Linked DNA regions of Gossypium arboreum: region 2 is linked to region 1. Evidence: chromatin contacts called from public Hi-C data. All regions are on one chromosome and are shown on one strand. Each heading gives the region's core, a stretch centred on a gene start, on an enhancer-like site or on the middle of the called end of the contact. The rest is flanking DNA. Distances are from core to core; before and after follow the strand shown. Region 1 has its middle 23 kb from the start of LOC108487186. Region 2 holds the start of LOC108487030 (histone-lysine N-methyltransferase CLF-like).

Evidence for each region. Hi-C and Micro-C count contacts between places; a contact is called where the count stands out from the background.
Region 2: a contact with region 1 is called in a Hi-C map of leaf, with 3 times the contacts expected there. The contact joins the promoter of LOC108487030 here to the enhancer-like site in region 1. A contact is called at or near these places in 3 of 5 Hi-C or Micro-C datasets (all in leaf).

What each region holds. Positions count from the first base shown.
Region 1 is chr10:18,683,313-18,689,595 of ASM2569848v2, forward strand. No RefSeq gene overlaps it. Among protein-coding and RNA genes, the nearest start is that of LOC108487186, 23 kb to the left of the region's middle. Within about 2 kb of position 3,264, at least 1 of the 2 cell types and tissues checked has an H3K27ac peak or open chromatin away from gene starts, as enhancers often do. A contact at or near this core is called in leaf, where this site is marked.
Region 2 is chr10:18,821,265-18,827,547 of ASM2569848v2, forward strand. It overlaps LOC108487030 (histone-lysine N-methyltransferase CLF-like), which reads left to right and starts at 2,544. Exons shown (of 17, transcript XM_017791233.2): 1 at 2,544-2,951; 2 at 3,345-3,446; 3 at 3,530-3,846; 4 at 4,661-4,822; 5 at 6,059-6,143. The coding sequence starts at 2,889.

The sequences.
Region 1 (6,283 bases), core at 2,014-4,513:
CAATCCTTTTTGTTTAGGTGTGATCGGGTCACCCTGTGGTCGATCATGTTAATAAAACATTTTGGTTTATTAAAACAACGTTTGTGGTTTACGAAAAACTAGAAGACGGATTCGGGAGTCGGTTACGTGCGAGGAAGGATTAGCACCCTCGCAACGCTTAAAATTGGTACCGTATTGATCGATTAACATCCTAATGTTGAAAATTTGAAAAGATTTTAAAATACAATCTTTAAAAACGTTTGGATAACTTGAATTGAATATTGAGATTCTCTCGCTTAGAAGGAATAAAATATTACGTCCAGCACGATTGGATACAATATTTCGAACCCTCGACACAAGATCATCTCAGGATTTCCAAAACACATGCACTTAAAACTTTTAAAAAGAATATTTGGCTATTCGGCCCAAACGATAAATCGAAACCCAGCACAATTGGGCACGATTTATCGAATTTCCAAATACGAAACATCGCCTCATTTTAATTTGAGAAAACATGGATGAAATTTTAAAAGAATATTCTGTATTTTAGTCGAATGGAAAATCGAAGCCAAACATGATTGGGCACGACCTCCCAAACAAAAAATATTTCTTTATGTTGAGAGGGTTCTTTGAAACGCGGGTGATTATAAAAGCGATCTAAAGTATATAAAATAATTCAAGATAAAATAATATATAAACAATTCAAAATATATAATGTGTAAAAAAAAGTTTGAAATACATAATATATGAAAATATTAAAGTAAATAATGTGTAAAAATTTGAAATGAGCGTTGTATAAAAAATTAAAATAGATAATAACAAAAATGTAAAATAAATAAATAAATAGAATGTTAATAATAAGAGTAAAAAACATATATAAGAAAAAAGTAATAATGAAAATAATATTAGTATATAAATAGAAATAAAAATATAATAAATAGAAATATAATAATAGTAGAAATATAAATAGATAAATAATAATAATATTAGAATAACAAAATAAATATAAATAGAAACATAAAATAATAGGAATAATATATTAAATTAGTTAATTCGATAATAAAATAGCGAAAATAAAAGAGGATTAAATCGAACCTTAAAGCAAAATTTTGGGGCAAATTAGAAATAAATGAAAGGAAATAGACTAATTTGAACGTGCGAATAACAAGGAGGGACCAAAAGGGAAATAATCCCCACCCTCCAAAACACATAGCTTCAAGGAAGACCAAAATGTAGTCAAAACAAATTTTAGGGCCAAAATTAAGAATAATGAAAGCTTAATTGCAAAACAATAAAAAAAACGGAAGGGCTAAAAGCAATTGGACGAATTTAGAAAAAAAAAAGAAATTGAAATGAAATGGACAAAATTTCTATGTAATTGAAAGAGAAAAGAAAATAATTCAATTCCAATGAAAATAGGAAAAGAGAGAATAATCTAATTCCAAATTGAAATAGGAATACCAAAAGTAATCGATCAGTAATCCGTCCCCTTTCAAAGAACAAAATACTCCTATTTATATAAATAGGGTTTACTAAAAATAACCTAACTAATTTAATAATAAAATAAAATAAAATAAAATAAAATAAAAATAATATCTTTCTATTTTTAGCATTTTACCAAGTCAACAAAATTTGATAACCTCTAAGCTTTCTTCATCTTTTTGATTTGGCCACAATTTAATAATTGTCTTTTAATTTGGTCCTTTTTAGCTTGTTTTCGACCGATTGTATCATTTGACTTCGGTTATTATTTTTTCGGGCCCAGGCCAAAATTGGCCTATTACATACATCACACTTGAAGTTGGAATTTTCTAGCATATTAGTTTATTCTTTATTATTTCAAATTATTATTATTTATGTTTTATTTTATTTAATTCATTTTATATTTTTGAATATTGAAAATTTTAATTTTTCTTTACTTTTTCACAAATCATTTAGTCGTATCTACGATTTAACCTTAATCACAATAATTTTTTTTTTATCCAGTCTGTATGGGAGTCAATCCTTCTGCCTTATCAACGAATTTATTCAAGTTTTAAAATTAGTGAATTTGTGACCTATCACTTGTCCTATATCCTAAGTTAAATATTTAGGAATTAATGCAAAGCTTGAACAATAATTTATAATTAAAACCAATTCGGCTGAAATTTAAATAGGGTGGGGCTAAGGGCTCCATTTAATTTTATAGGCTAGTCTAGTACTAAAATAAGCCCAATTTGTACCATCCTTATGGGCATGGCTACCCAAGTTTGACCAGACCAATTTATGGTGCTAGCCTTTTTTTTTAGTGATAATAATTTTTTTGACCCTTTAATTTTATAAAAAAATTATTTTAGTTATTTATTTAATTTTTTGTTTCTTTTAGTTCTTGAATTTGTATTTTTATCAAATTACTCTAAAATAAATGTAAAAGTTACCCTTTGTTTACTTTTGTTGATATGATCATTACTTGGATGAAATGTTAGCATTTAATTAATTTTTACAAATATTTAAACTATTTCTTTTATCATTTTTATAATTTTTAAAATAAATTTAATGATTTTATTTTTAAATTTTAAATTTTAAAAATTAATTAAATGTTGAAGTGTCATACTATGAAAATCCACATGTATGCAACGTCAACAAAGTTCAAAACGTTAACTTTTCTATTAATTTTGAGATGATTTGAAAAAAAAATTTTAAAAACTAAAAAATAAAAAATAAATAAAAACTAAAATGATTTTTTATAAAATTAAAGGATGAAATAAATCATTATACCTATAATATAAAATCTCAAATTCTGTAACCATCTTAAAAGGCCTATTATGGAATTAACATAAAATCTTATCCTATAAATCAAATAAATATAGGTTTTAGGAGTAGCAATGAAACGTGGTAACGGTAGGGTTAGGGCCAAATATTATTTTATCGACTATAGATTGCCAAGTTAACCTAATTTGTGCCAACTGCAAATTATGTTGTCTTTGGTAATTTTATCCTAAAATTAAGTTTGTCGCTAAAACTTAATTCCAAATTTTCATAATTCAATTTTGTGTTTTTTATTGAATCACATGCAAAGTTGTAAAGAATTTGTGTTGAAATCTTTAATTAATATTAATTAAAACTTTGATCTTTAGAACAAAATTAAAATATGTCATAAATTTTAAAAATAAAATATAAGGATTAAATTTTAAAATATTAAAAAAGTAAACAACCTGGACTCATTAAAAAAAAAAAAAAAATGTAGAGAACTGGGGCAAGGGCGCCGGCTGTGAACCTAACTTCTTCGGCCAAATTGCTTTATAGCATTGTGCCCACTTCATTTTATTATTTTATTTTTTGTCCTACATCTAAAGGCCAGATAGGTTGGATTGGGATTTTCTGATTTTAGGATATTTAATTTAAATTCTAAATACAGAAAATATAAAAACCAGATTTCCAAGGTTAATTTGAATAATGGTAAGCAAAATAAAAGATTGTATCAAAGGAAATAGCCCCAATTATTGAAATGCATACTTCCATTAATGCTAACTTTACCCACGGAATAAATGAGATTACTAGTGACGAATTCTACAAGTATACGCAAGTAAGGTCTCGAGTGTGTGGGTAACAGTAATAAATCCCTATCCCTCTTGTTGAGTCCTTTTCTTCTTTTTTGTAGAAAGGAGACAAGACAAGGTGATGAATGGTCCAGACATTTGGCGACGTTGTTCTTTTATAAAGAAACTATCTCAATCACCACGAATTGCCATTCTAGGAATCTTTCTAAAACAAGCCGCTACAACAAAAACAGGTTTTTAGCGACAACTTTTATTTAGAGGTTTGTATAAATGTCGTCACTAAAAAAGACATGCATCCACCCCTAATCATGTAACCGAATTTTTAAGTCTGTATCTTTTTTATTTATTTATATTAAATCATCTGGTAAGTGAATAATGAACATTGCCATTAATTTCTGCCATAAAAGGGACGGTTAGGTATTTAAAAGGTGGCGGAATAATGATGTTAATTAAGCCAAAGGACAAAGGCGACGGCCCCATATTTACTTTTTTCTCTCGTATATTTATGGCTTATCTCCTTTAGGGCAACACAACAGATTACTTCATATGACTAAGATCTTGTGTATATACGAAACATGACTCCAATTAGTAAATATCAAGTTCCATACAAATATGACACATTTAATGAACATAAATCTAAGATTTTTAATTCTGTGTATACAATCATTTTAATTTCACACCATGAATTTAGGCAAAATGATCCAATTTCTGATTTCATATCATTTTATAACCCAATTTTATGTAAACAAATAGTTTTTTTTTTTAAAACTCAAGCTCAAAAACTGGACACCCCAAGTTTTCTACAAACTATACGGGTTCTCTTTTAATTATTAAAAACAAATTAATGTTTGCAATAGCAAAATCTTATTTCATTTGTGATTTTAATTTGAAAATGTAATTTCCAGTTTTAAGTAACTTTATGTTTATACAATAAATGGGTTATTTGTTAAGGTTCTTTGGTTAGGCGTAGTAAAAAAGGGGCTGTACAGGGAAGAAATCCGAATTTGATGGGTTTTGATTTGATCTATTCTTTTAGGGTTAATTTTTTTTTTGAAAAATCGGGTAAAATTAAGAAAAATTAATCAAGTCAGAGTTGAAGTCAAGTTTGAGGTAAATCCATCTCACCCCACCCAGAAATATTAATAAAAATGCCCCTAATATACATATAAATTAAGTTTTTACTTTTAATAAATAAATATATAAATATATTAAGTTTTAAGTCTAAATTCAAAGTTAAGTTTATATGCTTCAAAAAAAAAAAAGTAAATTAAATTCAGATTGAAGTTGTGTCTCCTATTATAATTTGAGTCGGGTTTGAATAATTTTTTAATAGTTCGAAACAGAATGAATTAATCAAATTTCGAGTGAAAATTAGAGTATGGAGAAATATCACTCTAAATCATTATTTCACCAAAAAGAAATATTAGACCTAAATTAAGTAGTTGATTGGGATTTCCATTAAAAAAGAAGAAGAATCTTATATATTATGGAGATTTCGAAGAGACGTTCAATTTACCACTAATATTATTATGATTTCCTTTCTGAAAGGATGATGATTTACAACCAACCATATATTATTTTGTTTTAGTCTCTAATCAAATGCGAGCAACTTTTCTTTGATATTACGTCCACCCAATTTTGATAAACAACCAAGACAAGTGCTTGACATCATACTAAAAATTAGAATGATGTCCAAAACTCTAACGTTGCCTTTACCTAATTATGAATTTAGACATAAGTTGTCTAGATAATTAAAACTATTTGTTGTCCAAATGATAATTTTAAGTTGAATTAGAAGTCCATTTTCGTACAAAATCAGTCCACGTCTAGAAAGAAATATAAAATAATAATAGGGTAAATTACATAAATGGTCAATAAACTGAAATTAAAATTACATTTTTGTCACCTAGCTATAAAAAATATATTATGATCACCTATGTTATCAAGTTGTTACATTTTCTCATTCCTTTGTTAATTATCCCTTAATGAAATGAATTATGAAAAATTAAATTATGAATTTTCAAGAATTTTAGATTTTTTAGGATTATTGCTATTTTTTTTAAAAGTACCAAACTGGAAAACTTAACTATAGTTTAAGGGCTAATTTAGTTATTAACCTTTGAATTAGCATATCACATCATCATTAATTAAGGAAGTAATATAAGTTAATGAATTAGTGACCAAAATATAACAACTCGATAACGTAAATGATCATAATGTAATTTTTGATAATTAAGAAATTAAAACATAATTTTAACCTTATCATTTATGTAGCTTACCCAAAATAATGTGTGGGAAAGCAAACTCCAAATTTGTAATGATCTATCTCTTAAAAAAAGTTGATGAGTTTTTTCTGTTTTTAGTATAAATGCTACTTTAGTATGGATATTTGAGTTCAAACCTATTGAATACCATTTAACTGATAATATAAATGAAAATAGTATGATTTTAATATATAAAAGAGCTAAACCTTGAACTTATGGATGAGCTTCATTTTTAAGCGTACTTCTCATCATAGCATTTAATGAAGTCCTTGCAACTGAATATACACAAATAATAACATTTCAATATGGTCCTATATTATCTTGTCGCTTCTGATTAGATCACATAAAATTTATATATATATAAAAAAGAAAAACCCCTTTCTTGAGTTGATGGTTGTTACCAATGCTACCACAAACCCTAATTCACATCCAAATGTCCAACCGAATTTGATTGTATATATTCTTTTGTTTGTTAAATATAAATTTTACTGAAAGTTGGTT
Region 2 (6,283 bases), core at 1,294-3,793, 140 kb after region 1:
GAGCATTTACTGAAACACTTCTTGTGCATTCTTTTCTGTGGGTTTTTGTTTTTTTTTTGTAGTTTTTTTGGCATAATTGCTTCCGCTATATAAATTGGTGCCTTGGAGGAATTCTGAAGGAACCCCCACTTGTGGTGGTTAGGCTGACTTAAGTGAGTTTGGAATGAATGAATTGTCTAAGGATGCACGTAACGCGAGATGAAAGTTCTAGCCATGTGACACTTGTTCGTAGAATAAAAACATTGTTCTACAAACTTAAAATATGTATTGCACTTTTAATTTGTGGAATTATAGTATTAATGTTTTTGGTAATAGATATTTGGAAAAACATAAGGCTCAATGTATGTACAACTTTTCTTCCTCGCTACTTAATTCGATAATAAAATCAAGTTTATATTCTAATAATGTTAAGATCCAAGGCACCTAAATGGGGCTTGTTCACTCAATTAAGAAAATTTTAACCTAGTAAATAAGACAATAGATCAATCTTGTGAATGAAGAGAATTAGTTGCAAAATAATACATATATGCTCAAAAAATTAGTTTATACATTTAGATAAATGAACATTCAAGTATATTTTAATTTTCATTTGGGCAGATACAACAATATACGTGACTTTTGAAGTTGCTTCATGAAAAAAAAATGAATTGTAGAAAAGAAAGAGAAAAAGAGCTTTCGATTGGTATAAGCAGTGCAAACAGAGAATACCATACATAAGCAATTTTAATAGCTCAATAACTTAAATAAAATTTTTTGACTAATTCAGTGACCATTTGTAACTTTTTAAAGTTGAATGATCAAAACGTAAATTTACTAATAGTTTAATAACATTGATTATAGTATACTAAAAATTAATATTGATATTTCATATATATATATATAGTTAGGAAACAAACTTTACATTAATATTGTATTACGTAAACAATATTGTCAATTATTAATTTCTTTTAACAAAATTTGAAATATTTTTAGAGTCGTAACTATCTTCGAGATTATAAAGCAAAACACTTACCTAATAATCTAATTTAGTTAAATAATTGTTTTCTTTTAAACATAAAGCGAAAACAATAAAAGAAAAAGAAAATCATTTATCAAAGTAGATAATGATATTATGCAACTAAAACCTAATATTGTATAAACGAAAATGTAGGATTTTTAGAAAATATATTTTTCATTAATATAAAATTATTTAGTGCAGAATTGAGTCGGTACATTAATTTTCATTTGGTTACACAAAGGCTTAATAATAGAGGTTACAAATTTTTTTTACCAGTTTTACGTACGTAATTTTAATAGATAAAAGGAGAACCAAACTTTTAATTCATAACATTTATCAAATAATTAAATGAATTGGATAATATTTAATTTAATACTAAAGTAAATAACTTAATCGTTTTAAATTATGCGACTTGATTTTAAATATTACAAAAGTGTGATTACGCTATAAAAGATTGGTGCGAATTTGATGATTTTATTTTTAAAACTCAAATTCAATTTTAAATAAAAATTTAAACTAATTGAGTTTGTTTGTACCATTAAAAATATGTTTGAGTGGTTTTTAATATTAATTAACAATAAACAATTATATTAAAATTACAAGGTATTAATACGTGTTAGATGTACTGGCAAAACATATTGAATTTCAAAATGAGAATACATGTTTGAACCATGAAAATGATACTGTTGGAAAAGTAATCACAAACGTTGAATATGAATTATAAAATGAACATAAAAAACAAAAAAGAACTCCACGAATTACTTGACATTTACAAATATTTAAAATTGTCTTATTTAATACTTCAAATTGCTTGAGAGTGTGTTTGGTGAAGAAATTTAAAATTTTAGAGATTTTCTAAAATGCTAGTACTTCCAATTCATAAATTTAAAATGCTAGTAATTGTAATGGATTTGTTTGAATAAAATTGTTTTAAGCAAACTTGAGTTATTGAAATTTTAGAAATAAAAAATAATTATAAAAAATAAATAATATTACAAATATTCAATACGAATACCATTATATTTTTAAAATTTATAAATATTTTAATAAATAAAATTTTAAAAATATATTAAAATTGAGTAAAATTTGTTTTTTTTTAAGTTTAAAATTTTTATTTTATAGTAGGGTAATGTATATTAAAAATAAAATAGTGAGAAATTTGAAAATGGAAATTGAGTTACTTACAACTTCCTCCTAAATTTTCAATATATCCATTATTTTTACTTAAATAGAGAATTTATTTTAGAATTTTCAAAATTTTAACATAAATGAAATTTATTCTCAAAATCTTCCATCCAAACCTGCATTAAATTTAAATTTAATTAAAATATAATTTAATTTTAATTCAATTAGTATTATTGCTATTGTAATAATAAGATATGAATTTAAACTCGTTTAAAAGTGTTTTTCTTTAATTTAAGAATTAAAAAATTATGGACAAAAGTAAATATTGTATAAAAATAATTTATTATATTTAATTATTTGAGTTGTACAAATAGATATCTCATTTTCATATAAATGGGAAATTGTGTCTGTTGATCCAAACAAAGCAAGCTTTTGTTAAGTTCAACAGTACGTAATTCAAACCAGATTGCCACGTTTCTTTCCCCCCAAAACTTTATTTTTCATTTTCCAACCTCAGTCTATTTAAAATAATTAAAAAAACTCTGTAGAAAAGGAAATAAAAACAAAGAAAAAATGACCCTACGGAAAAAAAAAAAAATGTTAAAGAGAGGGAAAGAAAGTTGTTACAATTAGGGTTTGAAGCTTGACCCGCCAAAAAACCTAGTTTGCTTGTTTTACTACTCCGGCATTGTCTTCTTATGAATCGGATCCCGATCCGGATCTTCCTATCTACTTTTTCGGACTCTAACCGCTTCTCTCTCCGACTATGACAGCGAAACCTTCGCGTTCTGCTTCGGCGGATAGATCGGAACCTCCTAAGGATTCCTCGGTAAGTCTCGCATTTCCGATTTTTCTTTCTCTTTCTCACATGAATATTTTATTTCCTTATGATTCTCATTTTAACTATTTTTGTTTCCCTCGATTTTGGACTCTTTTTTTGTTTTATCGTAGGAGCTAGCTGCATTTTGTTGAATTTAGTTTATTTTATGGGTTATTACGTCATTGAAAGTTAGTGTATAATTGACACGTTTATAAGCTGATAAATGTTACTAAACTGGATTGATTTTAGTCTTTGCTTTTGATGTCAAATTGTTTTGCTTTTCCTCTCATACTCTTTAGTTTTAAAAGTGTTTGTTCAACAATTTTTTGGTAGATATTTCTGTCTTGAATTATGTGTACCTGATAATAATAAACTTGGATTGGATTTTTTTCTTTTACGCAGATGACACAAATTGAAGGAAAATCCCTGTCTGTTAAGGAGATTTTATCAGTAATTGATTCGTTAAAGAAACAAGTTGCTGCAGATCGATCTCTTTCTGTAAAGGTGAATTCCTGGCTTATCTCATTATTCAGGAGCTTAAATAAATGTTATACATGCTAATCTATTTTGGTTTATTTTATTTCCAGACAAGGTTGGAAGAAAACAAGCAAAAATTAGTTGGTATAACAAGCCATCTTTATAAATTGTCAAAGGACCGGAGAAGCAGTTGGATTATTGACACTGATAGTGCTTCTGATCTATTGACAAAGAGGCAAAAAGATGCACTTGGTATGCAAAATGGCATTGATGCAAGTAATGGGGATAAGGATGGTTATAGCTATCAAGAACCGTCTACAGCAGTTCTTATGGGATCTAGTATTCCAGTTAAGAATGCTGTTCGCCCTATTAAGCTTACTGAAGTAAAAAAGCTGCCACCTTATACAACATGGATATTTCTAGACAGGTTTGTGAGAGTAACTAGAATTCTTGTCAGCTTTTTTTTATGTCATGTATTCTTGCATTCTTTATTTATATATAGAACGTCAGTTAGAAAGAAATGTAATGGTAAGGCATATTTCCCTCCCAAGGGAAGACGCAGGTTTGAACCTTGGAGACGATGTTGTTGGGAGGGGCAGTCACAAACCCCAAACATGAACCGGAAAACAGATATGGAAATTACTAAAAAAAATTAAACAGAAAGTACAAACTCCAGAAGAAAACTAGGATAATCAAATCCAAAATAGAAAATGCCATTACGAACCCCCCCCCAAGTAGGTAAATGGTGTGCAACTAGGTTACCAACTCTACCAATATGAGCAGAAGTAATAGACTGAAAATCCTTAGCATGTCTGTGAGCTTCAGAGAGGTGTAGGCCTAGGATAGATAAGTCTTGGTCCATCCCTTTGGAGCTTGTTCACCACTGCAAATGAATCTCCCCCCTCTCCTTAGCTAATTTGAGAGCTAAAGTGAAACCTCTCGCCTCAAGTAATTCCTGTGTCAAGGGGCCTCTAATAGCTTGAGCTGCACCACAAAGGACTAAAAGCCAACTTCATCACGGGCCACAACTCCAGTGTCTCCACAGTGGTCACTTGCAAAACAGGCTCTGTCCACATTGAGCTTGATTACTTGCCCAATGGGAGGTTCGGATTCCACATGTTTCACACACCTAGGCAAGATGGGAGCGCTAGCAAAATTAAATTTTGAATAGGTTATTTTTGCCTTTTTTTTTTTCTCAATTTCTATGAAAAGGATAAACTAAATAATTTCTCTGGCTGTAGAAATCAAAGAATGACAGAGGATCAATCAGTGGTGGGTAGAAGGAGAATATACTATGATCAGAATGGTGGTGAAGCACTTATCTGCAGCGACAGTGAGGAGGAACTAATTGAGGAAGATGAAGAAAAGAAAGATTTTGTTGAATCTGAAGACTTTATTCTCCGGTTGGTTTTGTTTTCTCTTTTTCTACCGTGAAATATATGTTGTTTCTTTTACTACTTGATCTAGTGTAGAAATCTGAAAATAGTCTGAAAACTAGGGGTGAGTATTCGATCGAGTCGAATCGAGTCAAAAAATTTCGAGTTAGTCAAGTTGACGGATCCTATTTTAGCAACCGAACTCAATTTGAATTTTTTTCGTAATGAACCAAATCGAGTCAAAAAATTTCGAGTCGAGTTAACGAACCCTATTATTTATACTCAATTTTGCATTTGCATTCACCAATTATTTAACTAGTAGAGGAATTACAAGATTATTTGCCTTTTAACTTAATGAGTAAATATTTATCAAAACGACGTAGTTTTGCCTTTTAACTTAATGGTTTTGACTTTTAACTTTAGAAAAGTTTAACATTTATCAAAAAGACGTAGTTTTACCTTTTCTTATTCGAATTTTCGGATAACTCGAATTGTGTAATTCATATTCGAGTTAAACCAAAAAGCTTGATTTTTTATTCAAGTTGATATGAATAACTTGATTAACTCAAATAACTCGAACTATTTAATTCAAAATTTGAATTTTTTATGGAGGTTTTCGAGTCAAATCGGATTTTGCTGACCCCTACCGAAAACATGTATAGCTGCAGTAATTAGAATTTTGTCAACACATAAAGATGTATTTTAAATATTTAGCGACAAAGGTATGCATAATTTACTTGTGTTGTTTGGAATTAATAATTATAAAAAAAGATTGATAATTATGGGATACATTGCAAGTATTCCAAAAAAATATGGGTAAGGCATCAATTATTTAATTTGCTTAGATTTGTAAATGTTGTGTTGCTTTAGGGTTCTTTGTGCCTTTTGAATTTTCACCATTTTAATTTAGTTAACTATTTTAGGTGGAAAAGAAGCAGTTCGTTTCTTATTTTGAAAGGAAATATATGCTTATGTAATTATGCTACTTTGAATCAAATTCTAATATCCTTAAAATAGTTGCAAAATCATTATTATTTACTTAATGAACCTCTAAGCTATCTTTACATGATGTTTCTAAACATGTTCTATGAAATTTAATTCATATTGCATTAGTGATCCTTGCATGGTCTTGTTCCATTATTATTTTTCTACATATTGACTTAAGGGCCAATAACGCTACATCTTTCAAGGATTCTTAAAATTGATGTCTGAACTCCGTCCAATTATTGCTTATTTTCACACATGCTGTTATAAACTTGTCAGAATGACTATCAAGGAAGTTGGTTTGTCTGATCCGGTGCTGGAATCACTAGCACAGTGTTTGTCTAGAAGTCCAGCTGATGTCAAGGTATGCACCCTTGCTGGAAATTGCATGTTGGACTTTGATTTTTCTTTTTCTTAAAAAAAAAATAGAGGTGGCCTTTTTTCTTACATTTTTGGCTACTAAGACTCTTCTTTGAAGGGATTGTTTTTCCCCACTGCTCATTT